2 separate regions of the Mus musculus genome follow, and region 2 is linked to region 1. The links are chromatin contacts, called in public HiChIP or PLAC-seq maps. All regions are on one chromosome and are shown on one strand. The core of a region is the stretch at or near the end of the contact, and the rest is flanking DNA. Distances in the headings are between cores, read along the strand shown.

The links. HiChIP or PLAC-seq counts read pairs in DNA pulled down with a chosen protein or histone mark.
Region 2: a contact with region 1 is called in an H3K27ac HiChIP or PLAC-seq map of microglia, with 4 times the contacts expected there. The contact joins the promoter of Ccl4 here to the enhancer-like site in region 1. A contact is called at or near these places in 12 of 39 promoter capture datasets (the C10 cell line, the HPC-7 cell line, cranial neural crest and 8 more), 6 of 484 Hi-C or Micro-C datasets (CD8 T cells, the G1E-ER4 cell line, bone marrow-derived macrophages and 2 more), 6 of 115 datasets of contacts at active chromatin or transcription factors (the HPC-7 cell line, acute myeloid leukemia, bone marrow-derived macrophages and 3 more) and 3 of 9 other capture datasets (adipose tissue, embryonic stem cells and liver).

Annotation. Positions count from the first base shown.
Region 1 is chr11:83,548,102-83,554,483 of GRCm38.p6, reverse strand. No RefSeq gene overlaps it. Among named protein-coding and RNA genes, the nearest start is that of Ccl5, 21 kb to the right of the region's middle. Within about 2 kb of position 3,658, at least 95 of the 459 cell types and tissues checked have an H3K27ac peak or open chromatin away from gene starts, as enhancers often do. A contact at or near this core is called in CD8 T cells, the G1E-ER4 cell line, the HPC-7 cell line and 6 more, where this site is marked.
Region 2 is chr11:83,659,538-83,665,919 of GRCm38.p6, reverse strand. Ccl4 (chemokine (C-C motif) ligand 4) reads right to left here and starts at 3,336. Exons shown (of 3, transcript NM_013652.2): 1 at 3,182-3,336; 2 at 2,347-2,461; 3 at 1,237-1,626. The coding sequence starts at 3,257. The coding sequence ends at 1,539.

The sequences.
Region 1 (6,382 bases), core at 2,409-4,908:
TACCTATCCTAAATCAGATAGGGGACTAATATCCAATATATATAAAGAACTCAAGAAGATGGACTCCAGAAAACCAAATAACCCCATTAGAAAATGGGGCACAGAGCTAAACAAAGAATTCTCAACTGAGGAATATTGAATGGCTGAGAAGCACCTGAAAAAAAAAAAAAGTTCAACATCCTTGCATCAGGGAAATGCAAATCAAAACAACCCTGAGATTCCACTTCATATCAGTCAGAATGGCTAGGATCAAAAATTCAGGTGACAGCAGATGCTGGCAAGGATGTGGAGAAACAGGAACATTCCTCCATTGTTGGTGGGATTGCAAGCTTGTACAACCACTCTGGAAATCAGTCTGGCAGTTCCTCAGAAAATTGGACATAGTACTACCGGAGGATCCCGCAATACCTCTCCTGGGCATATATCCAGATGTTCTAACTGGTGATAAGAACACATGATCCACTATGTTCATAGCAGCCTTATTTAAAATAGCCAGAAGCTGGAATGAATCCAGATGTCCCTCAACAGAGGAATGGATACAGAAAATGTGGTACATTTACACAATGGAGCGCTACTCAGCTATTAAAAACAATGAATTTATGAAATTCTTAGGCAAATGGATGGATCTGGAGGGTATCATCCTGAGTGAGGTAACCCAATCACAAAAGAATTCACATGATATGCACTCACTGATCAGTGGATATTAGCCCAGAAACTTAGAATACCCAAGATACAATTTGCAAAACACATGAAACTGAAGAAGAACGAAGACCACAGTGTGGACACTTCACCCCTTCTTAGAATTGGAAACAAAACACCCATGGAAGGAAATACAGAGACAAAGTTTGGAGTTGAGACGAAAAGATGGACCATCCAGAGACTAATCCAACCGGGGGTCCATCCTATAATCAGCCACCAAATGCAGACATTATTGCATATGCCAGCGAGATTTTGCTGAAAGGACCCTGATATAGCTGTCTCTTGTGAGGCTATGCCAGTGCCTGGCAAACACAGAAGTGGATGCTCACAGTCAGCTATTGGATGGAACACAGGGCCCCCAATGGAGGAGCTAGAGAAAGTACCCAAGGAGCTGAAGGGGTCTGCAACCCTATAGGTGGAACAACAATATGAACTAACCAGTACCCACAGAGCTTGTGTCTCTAGCTGCATATGTAGCAGAAGATGGCCTAGTCGGTCATCATTGGGAAGAGAGGCCCCTTGATCTTGCAAACTTTATATGCCTCAGTACAGGGGAAACACCAGGACCAAGAAGTGGGAGTGGGTGGGTAGGGGAGGGGGTGGTGGGAGGGTATAGGGGACTTTCAGGATAGCATTTGAAATGTAAATGAAGTAAATACCTAATAAAAATTGGAAAAAATTAATGACAGTAATTTAAAGTCTTGTTTCCTATTTCGTCATGCTTTTATCTTAACATCAGGGAAAACTAACACTAAAGACCTTTTGAAAGCCCACATGAAAATCACTGCCGTAGTATCTTCCTAAAATAAATACATATATATAAAGAGTTGTAAGTGAAGATACCGTGTAATAGGAGAGATAATACCCCAACGAGGCATCACATGCTACCAAACTAAAAACCCCAGTGGCAGCAGTGGCAGGAATGGGTTACATCTTTTTGAGTAGTTTGCCCTAGGAGTCCCATAGACTCCCCCAACATTACAAGCTTGGTTATTCTTTACAACACTAAGGCACCATGGCTGAGGATACCACATCCTTACATTACAGAACGTGGAGAAATCGAATTGATACTCATCTGGGAGCTTCCCCTCTTCTGGCTCTGAGGCTAAGGACCTGAGACAAGATAGGCCATGGGAAAAACCTACTACTACTACTACTCTGTTAAATAAACATAGTCATAAAACGAGCCCTAATGACATATTGCTATAGCCATAGATTAGCGCGCCACTCAACTCCTCAGAGAGGCTTCTGGAAGTAGATGGTAATTAAAACAGAGGCTCACAGTGTGGGAAGCCATTGCAGAGTGGCAGTTACAGAGTGGCAGTTACAGAGTGGCAGTTACAGAGGGGCAGTTACAGAGTGGCAGTTACAGAGTGGCAGTTACAGAGTGGCAGTTGGCTACTGCTGGCCACCACACATACACAGGCAGTAAAGGTTCTTTTGCCAAGATGAGGTTTTGAGAATTAACCAAAGTTAACCAATCAGATGAGAGACAAGTTAACCAATCAGATGTGAGACACGCCTCTCCTAGGCATATATAAGCAGCACCAGTTCTGGGCTTGGGGTCTCTTTGCCTCTGCAATCAAGCTCTCCCAATAAACGTGTGCGGAAGGATCCTGTTGCAGCGTCGTTCTTCCTGGCCAGTCAAGCGCGCGCAAGATCACAGCTGGACAACATGCAAACAGTGAAAGGATCGGAGTCAGCACAGGAACACCGAGACCAAGTCCTCAGCACAAAGGAGATTTATTTACCTCAGAGGGACAGAGGGCAGGGAATAAGAGACAAGGACATGAGATAGAGAATAAGGGAGAAGGGGAAAAGAACAAGGGAGAGGAGGGAAGGGGTATTTGCCCCAGAGGGCCAAATGACTGCCTCTGGCTAAAGAGGAGACAGAAGTAGCCCATAGGTAAATGACAGTTCATAAAGGGAAAAGGGGAAACCCTGAGTTAGGACGACTTGGCAGGTGTGGTGGCTTGAATATGTTTGGCCTAGGGAGTGGCAGTATTAGGTGGTGTGGCCTTGTTAGAGTGGGTGTGGTATTGTTGGAGAAAGTGTGCCACGGTGCGGGTAGGCTTGGAGACCCTCCTCCTAGCGACGTGGGAGCCAGTCTTCTGTTTGCCTTCAGAACAAGATGTAGAACTCTCAGCTCCTCCAGCACCATGCCTGCCTGGATGCTGCCATGCTTCATGTCATGATGATAATGGAAACTTAGAACCAGTAAGCCAGCCCTAATTCAATTAAACCCTAATTAAATGTTCTTTATAAGAGTTGCCCTGTCATGGTGTCTCTTTACAGCAGTAAAAACCTAACTAAGAGAGTAGGTTGTTGTTGGTTTTTTTTTTTGTGGGGGGGGGGGGGGGGTTTCGAGACAGGGTCTCTCTGTATAGCCCTGGCTGTCCTGGAACTCACTTTGTAGACCAGGCTGGCCTCGAACTCAGAAATTCGCCTGCCTCTGCCTCCTGAGTGCTGGGATTAAAGGCGTGCGCCACCACGTCCAGCTTTTCTCTGCTTTTCATTATGACTCTCTCTCTCTCTCTCTCTCTCTCTCTCTCTCTCTCTCTCTCTCTCTCTCTCTCTCTCTCTCTCTGTTTTGCTTTCAATACATCCCGACCACAGTTTCCCTTCTCTCCACTCCTTCCTCTCTCCCTAACTCCACCTCCCCTCTCCCCTAACTCCACTCCTCTTCTAGTTCTCTTTAGGAAAGAGCAGACCTCCTGGAATATCCTCTGAACATGGCCTAAAAGACACAGTAAGTCCAGGCATGACCCCTCATGTAAGGGCTGGGTGAGACAGCCCAATAGGAGGAAAGGGTCCCAAGAGTGAGAGATGAGAGTGTCAGAGACACCCCACTCCCATTGCTAGGGGTCCCACAACAACACCGAGCTAACAGCCACGTATCATATATGTAGAGGACCTAGTGCAGAAGAGCCACGCAAGCTCCACGATCGCTGCTTCAGTCTCTGTGAGCCTCCATGAGCTCTGCTTTGTTGAATGGCTTGCCTCTTTAGCCGGGTGTCTTGAGAGCTTGTTGGGGTAACCGGGATCCAGGCTTTGACCTTAAAAATCTCTAGTAATGTGACATCAATTAAAGCTGCCATTGAGGGTAGATATAATTCGTTAAAACCTTAGTAGAAACTATGTGGTATTTCTGGACAGTGGCCCAAAGGAAGGAACCTGGAGCAACAGTCACCACTGGAGAATAGAGGGGAACCACAGAAAAGAGAAGCCAACAGAGGGGAAATCCCAAATTCTTTGTACACACTTAGTCTAAGCTTCTGGCTTGAACCAAACAAACTTCAGTTAGACTGAAAGCATTTGGCAGCGAAAGAAATAGACCAAGATCTGAGCCGCTATCCACGACAGGGTGCAGTTTGAACCCGAGCTTGTGGTCTGGTGAGACAAAGACAGAAACTCATCAGAGCAGTGCGGTAGAATCTCCAGAGTCACCACCATACTCACAGAGTCACCCCCATACTCACTTGTCCAAGATAAGATCCAAAATGACTCAACAGGAAGTGAGACCCAACCTCAAGCAACAGAGATAAGGGCATCACCAGGGAGGAACTATAAAGCTGTAAGAAACAAAAGCCCAGCCAGTGAGATGGCCCAGGGGGTTGAAACGCTTGCCCCCAGGCCTAACAACCTGAGTTCCATCCCTAGAGCTCTCATGATGGAAGGAGAGAAATCAACTTTTGAAAATTATCCTCTGACTTCCACATGCTGTGCTATACAAATAAATAACTGTGAAAAACCACTCTTACTTCTGAAGCCTACCATAGACCTGCTTGAGTGATTTAAAAATATAGACTGGGCTTTAATGCATTGCTCATCCAGGAAAACAAATGCTGAGTAGCCTGCCCCACTGCCAATCACCCCCCCCCCCACGTCAGACTCCAGTATCAATGTTCTTCAGGTGGGTTACACACAGAAGTCACGAAACACAGCACAGGCAAGGATGGAAGCCAGAGAGCTATGTGCTGCCTTCGCACACATCTCCCACAAGGCACTGGTGTACAGCACAAGAGTGCGTATCACACAAACCTCAGTTCAAATCCCAGCCCCATCACTCAGGACATAAAGGCTAGCAACTGCAAACCCCCAGTGTACAAAAGGATTCATCTCACTTGACCCCAGGTCGCACCCTCTAAACCTGACCTGAGCTCTACTAATCGTGGCCAAAAGAGCTAGTGTGCTGAAGACCAGCAGGCCAGCCAAGGCCTACCTTTCTGTGGTGCTAACAGAGACACTGAGAGATGCAGTCTCGTCTGTGCATGTACTTAACTAGCCGATTGACCAAACCAAGAGTCATGGCTGAGTCTTGAATCACAAGTGAAAAGAGTGGATGTACTAGTCAGTTGCTGAGAGGCGTGATAAATTGGAACCCTGATCTATTTACCACAGGGAAATCTGTTACGTTCTGGGAAAATCTGTTATGTTCTCAGTTTCACTGTCCCCAATCTTGAAAATAGTCCCTAGATGACAAGCTTGTGGAGTGAAGTTTCAATACAGATAAACAGGCTGCAGGACATATCACTCCAGGGGATGCTATCCCAAACAGACCTCTTTGGCACAAGGATTACCTTGTTGTTATTATTTTGGGGAACAGCAGGCACAGGTGGACAAGAAAAGGACCCTTTTGTAAGAGAAATTCACAGCTAGACAAGAGAAACTCTATACACGGGGGGCGGGGGGCATATCTCTGTATCAGAATACCTAATCAACAGAGAAACACCAGCGTAAAGCTGCATTTCAACTTACAATTCCCAGGTCACACTCCATCACTGGGGGAAGTCAGGGCAGGACCTGGGGGCCTCTCAGGGGTGCTGGTACCAGCTAGCTCTTTGTGCTTGCTCAGCCTGATTTCTTTCTTTTTAAAAATATTATTTATTTATTTATTATTCATTTTCTGTGTATGGGTGTTTTGTCTGCGTGCATGTATGTCTGTGCACTGTGTGCTTGCCTGGTGCCTGGCAACTGGAGTTGCAGGTGGTTATGAGATGAGCCCTGGGACTTAAGCCTGGGTTCTCTGGAAGCCCAGCCAGGGCTCTTACCACTTACCTATCTCTCTAGCCCTTCAGCTGTTTTCTTAGAACAGGTCATGACCACCTGCCCAGTGGTGGCGTGCCTGGGGATGTCCTCCTCTCTCACATCAATTATTAATCAAGGCAATATACTCCAACAGACTTGCCTACAGGCCAGTCTATGGAGGCATTTTCTCGACTGAGAATCTTTCTTCTCAGATAACTCTAACTTGTGTCAAGTTGGCATCAAACTAACTAACACACTTGTGTACTGCAAAGCTTGCAGCCCAGAGTCTACTGCAAAAAGGTAAATTAACATAACAAAAGCAGAGGCTGGAGAGATGGGCTCCGCAGTTAAGAACACTGGCAATTCTTCTAGAGGATCATGGTTCAATTCCCAGCACTTACACGATCCAGAGACATACACGGAGGCAAGATACCTACACATAAAATAGTAATAAAATATTACAGAGATGGTATGGTTTAGAAAAAAAACAAGAGAATGTAAATATATTTAATCTAACTGCTATATGACCTAGAGCCTTCAGAATAAAAACTAGGGAAAATTATGTTTTCGTGGACAGCATGCAGAAGTCCCAGTAAGGGACAAAAGCCCATGCTGTAGGAAGTCACAAATGAGACAAGCACAGACTTAAAGCTGT
Region 2 (6,382 bases), core at 2,087-4,586, 110 kb before region 1:
TAGTCATAGCTTAGGCCATTGATATTTTACAGCCAAACCGGACACTCTGGCTTCTGTCATCCCATTTGCTTTATGGTTTAGATTGGTGACCCATGACTAAGATGAACTTCAGAAAACCTTGTCCTCTTTCTGGATGCACCACATCCCCTTCCCTCCGTATTACACTGTAGCCCCTAATCACAGACCCACCCCCAACTCGGAATGTCAGCCTGATAACCCTTAGGATCAACATGGTCCCTCTAGATTACTCTTTCACAATGCTTTCCAAATCAAATTTACAAGCCTCAGAAAATCCCTTCTCTCTGTGTCTCTGTTTCTTCCTTTGTAAAACTGTGGGCACCAGCGCCCACTTCATACAGAAGAGCTAAGGGAAGACTGAAGGTGCTGAAGGGGTTTGCAACCCCACAGGAAAAACAATATCAACTAACCAGACTACGCAGAGCTCCCAGAGACTAAACCACCAACCAAAGAATATACTTGGAGGGATCCATGGCTCCAGATACATATGTAGCAGAGGATGGCCTTATCTGGCATCCGTAGGAGGGGAGGCCCTTAGTCCTCTGGTGGCTTGATGCCCCAGCAAAGGGGGATGCTAGAATGGTATGGTGGAAGTGGGTAAGTGGGTGGAGGAGCACCCTCATAGAGGCAAAGGGGAGAAGGGAGATGGGGGATGGGATGATGGGGTTGTGGAGGTGTTATCAGGAAGGCAGATATAATTTGAAATGTAAATGAATAAAATGATTAAAAAAATAAATAAATAAAATACCATTTTCATTAGAAGTATTGACAGAATATTTTTCTCTTTTTTGAATATTATTATTTTCATTTATTTTTTTTTATTTTTTACTTTTATTAGATATTTTCTTTATTTACATTTCAAATGTTATCCTGAAAGTTCCCTGTACCCTCCCTCCACCTTGCTCCCCTACCCACCCACTCCCACTTCTTGGCCCTGGCATTCCCCTTTACTGGGGTATACTTTACAAGACCAAGGGGCCTCTACTCCCAATGATGGCTGACCAGGCCATCTTCTGCAACCTATGCAGTGAGAGACTCGAGTTCTGGAGGTACTGGTTAGTTCATATTGTTGTTCCACCTATCAGGTTTGGCAGAATTTTTGAGAGCACATAGCCAAGAGCACTTGTAAGGGTCTCAGCATTTACTCAGTAACTGTGGTTTATACCTAATAGCACCAGGTGGTTTCAACCTAAATCAGAATCAAGGCAAAATCACAACTATATCTTAAAGAAAGATTTATTATGAAAATGCATGAAATCAATTTCACAGTCATATCCACAATAGCAGAGAAACAGCAATGGTGGACCATCTCCATGGGAGACACGCGTCCTATAACTAAAACATAAATAATAGAAATAATACTCCCCCAAAAAAACAAAACAAAGTCTACACAGAGATTTAAATTAAGAAGAGGGGCAGGAAATCTGAACGTGAGGAGCAAGGACGCTTCTCAGTGAGAAGCATCAGGGCTGAGGAGGCCTCTCCTGAAGTGGCTCCTCCTGCCCTGCCGCTGGAGCTGCTCAGTTCAACTCCAAGTCACTCATGTACTCAGTGACCCAGGGCTCACTGGGGTTAGCACAGATCTGTCTGCCTCTTTTGGTCAGGAATCTGTAAAAGAAAGAGAGCACAGATGAGAACCCCATGGGACCTTAGAGGACATCTACCACTGTCCTTTGCCTCAAGACATATGCCTATGCCTTTGAAATCAAGCCATAGAGACAAACACATTTAAACCAGAGAGAAAGCTCATTCAATATCTGACTTCCAGTCCACCATCTCCCTCTATTGGCTGTTAATTCTTAAGGAAACAGACGCTTAAGGACTAATGACTGTCTGATAGACTCTATTTAACAGCAGACTTGGAAATCATGTTCTGCTTGACCATTGTTTGTATGGGTAGCCATAGTACATCATCCTTTCTGGATGACCCTACATTAGACCCCCTATAACTCTGACCCATAGGTGTAGCTGCAGCCTCAGGGGTTCCCTATATTAGAAAACAACAGGCTTGATAATCAATATGAATATGTCTCCCAATTTTTCAAATGCCCTTTCTACATGCTCTTCTAACATAGTTTAAGCAATCTATCTAAATAGTATGTATGCGTCATCTTCTGTTTTCTAGTTCCGTAGCGTGTAGCAACTTCCTCCCCAAAAGCCATTCCTGACTCCACACTTTACTGCCCATCCAGCAGCCACCAGAACCCCATGACCTCACTGTTCTTTGGCAGAGCTTCAACCCTTAGAATTGACCCCCGTCAGTTAGATAACATTTTCACCTGAACCTGGCCCTTTTCGAATCTTGCCCTCATCCCAATGTGTACTTACACCACAGCTGGCTTGGAGCAAAGACTGCTGGTCTCATAGTAATCCATCACAAAGCTTCTGTGAAGCTGCCGGGAGGTGTAAGAGAAACAGCAGGAAGTGGGAGGGTCAGAGCCCACTGGAAGGAAAAGTGAGGGTAAGGTCAAAACTGTACCAGGCACTGTTCATTATAAATCTTCATTGAGCATTCTTATGGACTACTGGAACCCAAAACATGGTCCCTGAAATCTATGGTCATCCACCCAGAATGAGACTTCTTTTTCTTTTTAATTAATTAACTAATTGATTAATAAACTTTTATTTATTTATATGAGTGCACTGCAGCTATCTTCAGACACACAGTAGAAGAGTGCGTCGGATCCTATTACAGATGGTTGTGAGCCACCATGTGGTTGCTGGGAATTGAACTCAGGTCCTCTGGAAGAGCAGTCAGTGCTCTTAACCATTGAGCCATCTCTCCAGCCCAGAATGATATTTCTACTCTAACTAGATACTTCTCTAAGAAGAAGGGGAAAGAAATCTAGAAGATTGAAACTAGATCAAAACTCAGAACACCTCTCAATTGCTTCATATTAAAGGTGGGGAAATCAAGGCATAAAGACAAACAAGTTTAAACCAGAGAGAAAGCTGATTCAATATCTGACCATTGGCTGTGAAGGATTCCCTCTTTTGGGAGCTTAAGGATTAATGGCTGTCTGGAAGATTCCATGTTTAACAACAGACTTGGGAATCTTCCCAGCTCCCTCTGGTTCCCCTGCCCAAGCCTGACTATTGAGCTGACCCCAGTTGGAAGACTGGACTAGGTGGGGGCTGGAAGCAGCTGGAAGAGTCAACTTACTTGGTGCTGAGAACCCTGGAGCACAGAAGGCAGCCACGAGCAAGAGGAGAGAGAGGGCAGACACGCAGAGCTTCATGGTGTTGCTCGGGGTTAGGTTTGCACAGAGCTGGGACTGCAGGGCCCAGAAGCTTCAGAAGCTGGCCGAGTGCTGTGCTGATCTGAGTTGGGAACCCCTCTTTATAGGGACTCTGGGGCCTAAGACAAGGGTTGGGGTTGCAGGAAGGAAAACGGAATCTCATGAGTAAAGATGATGTCATGGCATCGAGAAAGAAACTGAAGTTGGCTGAAAGTGAGGAGTTCCTGACAGACTGTCTTCCCCCCAGCAGTGACATCACGGAAGAGAAAGGAGGGAGATGGAGTGGAGAAGTGGGGTGCATGTTGGAGGGGGAAGTGGTACACCAAAGATAGTGACTGGGGCAGAGAAGGGGGGTTGTGAACCCGAGAGGAAGGATGCAATGTTCACACCTGCCACAAAGGCTTGTGGATAAGAAGTCACTTCACTTGGGGGTCGGCACCTCCAGGCAGTGGAGCCTTCAAGTCAATCTTTCCAGGTGGCTGTGATTTCCAGAACAAACATAGGGTGTGACCACAAGAGAGAAGATATTGACCACTCCAGACTCTTCCACACACAGAAATACCATTCAATCAGCATCATTCAGAAGAGTTGGTTTAGCCTATCTAGAACAAGGACAGGAGAGGAAAAAATAGAGATTTCAGGACATTTTATTGGAATAAGAGAAACAGTTTGAAAGTTTGAAAGACCCAATGAATGTTCTAGTATAAATAAGGATTGATACCTAGTGATAGTGTTTGCTGCAGACAAAATGTGTAGCCAACCTAAGCATATGGGTGTTTCCCAGCCAGTCCCTAGGAACATTTCTCATGTTCCTAGCTGCTGGGGACCTGTGTAGAAGATGCAGTCTACCAAGACTGGGGGTCGGGGGACAGTCAAACTCAAAGTAAGGCAAATGAAGGAAACTGGATGGTGGACCCAAGATCTCGCTCACCTTTAGCTCAATTATCCTGACTCACCTGCTTACCCTAGACCTCACACTGCAACATGCCCCTCTCAGAAACAGAAAACAAAGAGTAAAAAACAAGGGAGCCAGGTCTCCTCAGTGCTTCCAAGTTAAAAGCTGGAAAAGACAGAGCAGTGCCCTGGGTTGCTTCACAGTCATTTCACAGAGCACAAGTTTATCCTCCCTCATTGGTCCTCTTTTCCCAGTGCACAGACTGCACCCACCCCTCTGCTACACTTTCTGTCCTCAGCCTCATCGCCCAGGTCTTGTGTTCTGTGTTCCCTGCTGCACACAAGCTAGTCTTTCTGATGAGCTTTCTGGGTTGATGGAGAGTCACACTCACACATCAAGAATGTGTGTCTTTGGGCTCTTAGGTCCTCATGGACTTCATTTCCCATGGCAGTTCAGTTCAGCCTAACTTCCTGCTCATCCTCTGTTTGTCAGAGCACAGGCAGTGGAATAAAACCTCATTGGTCCCTCAAGGAGACCTTAGCCTATTGATGGCATGGACAGTGATAGAACGTCCCGTGAGGTGAAATAAGGTGACACATGAGAGGTGACACACAAGGTGTCAGGGAGTCTGAGAATGAAGGTTATCCTTCATGTGTAGGTAGAAAGTTCCAAGTAAGGTCAAAGTTCACTGGGCTAAGGAGGAGCCTCTGCCTACATTAGCCTGTGTCTTTATCACCTTTTGGTGGAGGGCTATGGAGCCACCTGCTCTGGGGCACTGGGGATGGTAGATGGAAATGGATGATTGATCTGTGATGAGGAGTCTTGTTGTAAGTAGAGCATCCTCAGAGAAGGTGAAGACCATTCCAGAAGTTTAGTTCAGACTATATCACACTGTCTTCATATTACAGATGGGAAAAAAAAAACAAAAAAAAAACAGGGCACCAGGAGGATCCTCTTAAACCTGTAGTGTTGTGGGTCAGAGCCCATGGGCAGCATGACTTTAAGCTGGTTCTTTCTTCCAGTGGTTGTTTACTCACAGAAAGTGGGAACTCAAGTTATAGGACAGTCTACAGGGTACCAGAGGGTAGTAGACTCTTGGGAGACATTAAAGATCCACGGAGGAAGCAGAGGTGTCCGTGTGGACAGCCTGGCATCTCCCTGGGACAGTATGAGGGTTAAGATGTTAAGGGGAATCACTGAGCATTGGGGGCCAAGAGTGAGTGCATGCTTGAAACTAGAGTGCTAGTAGAGGGCAAAAGCTGAGATGGGGAAGCCAAGGTAGCTGGGACACAGAGCCATTTTGCTAAGACAATAAGCCAAGAAGCGGTATTGCCAGTGCAGTATCTCAGTCACTTTGGGAGAAATGGGAGCAAACACTGAATAGTGGATGGAAGAGACAAGTAGATGGTTATGCAGAGCGAAGGTTCTGAATGGCATCTGTAGCAGAGGGTGCCAGCTGAAGCAGCTCATTAGCAACTGCTAGACTCTGGCCACCAGACCGTAGTCACCAGCCACAGCCTATTCCTTGGCTGTCCCAGGTAGAGGGCAGTGACTTCAGAGCATGTTAAATTCCTGAGTGAAACATCCAATCTCACCAGTATCTGGAAACTTCCTGCATTTCTTACGAAGCCCCTTTCTTTGGTTGATGCTTGTACATGTGTTTCTATCCCCTTCCCAGTCAAATGAGAGGAGAGAGAAGGGGAGGGAAGAGATATGACAGGGTTAGGAGGAATTAAGGGTAGATAGGATGTATACATGTGTCAAATTATCAAAGAATAAATAAGAGAGAAAAATCTGAACTCTGAACTTTTAAAAGAAAATTACATTGGTTTGTTTCCCGTCTACCAAAAAAAAAAAAAAAATGTGCAGTTGCTGTAAAATTTCTAGAAACTACTGAAAGACACGTATCTTCAAATCCTTAAGATTTAGGATGACTTAGAATTCTCTATCATTATGTACTGGATTTTAGTTGTTAATACTTAACATTCTTTCTCAACTCAGCCTGCCTTCACGTTGCTAGTTAATATCTGTCAGGGGTGTTAAAGACTTAGTCATTAACTGAGACACACATTGAGGAATCTATGCCATTCCATTGTCTGGAAGTACTAACACTTGTATTTAAGGATTCTACTACTTAGGTAGCTCTGTCCATTCGACTGTTTTGAACTTTTCTCTAAATTGAGCTGAGCACTGAGGGTGATGAGCGAGGCAGAAAGTGGGTACTGATTAC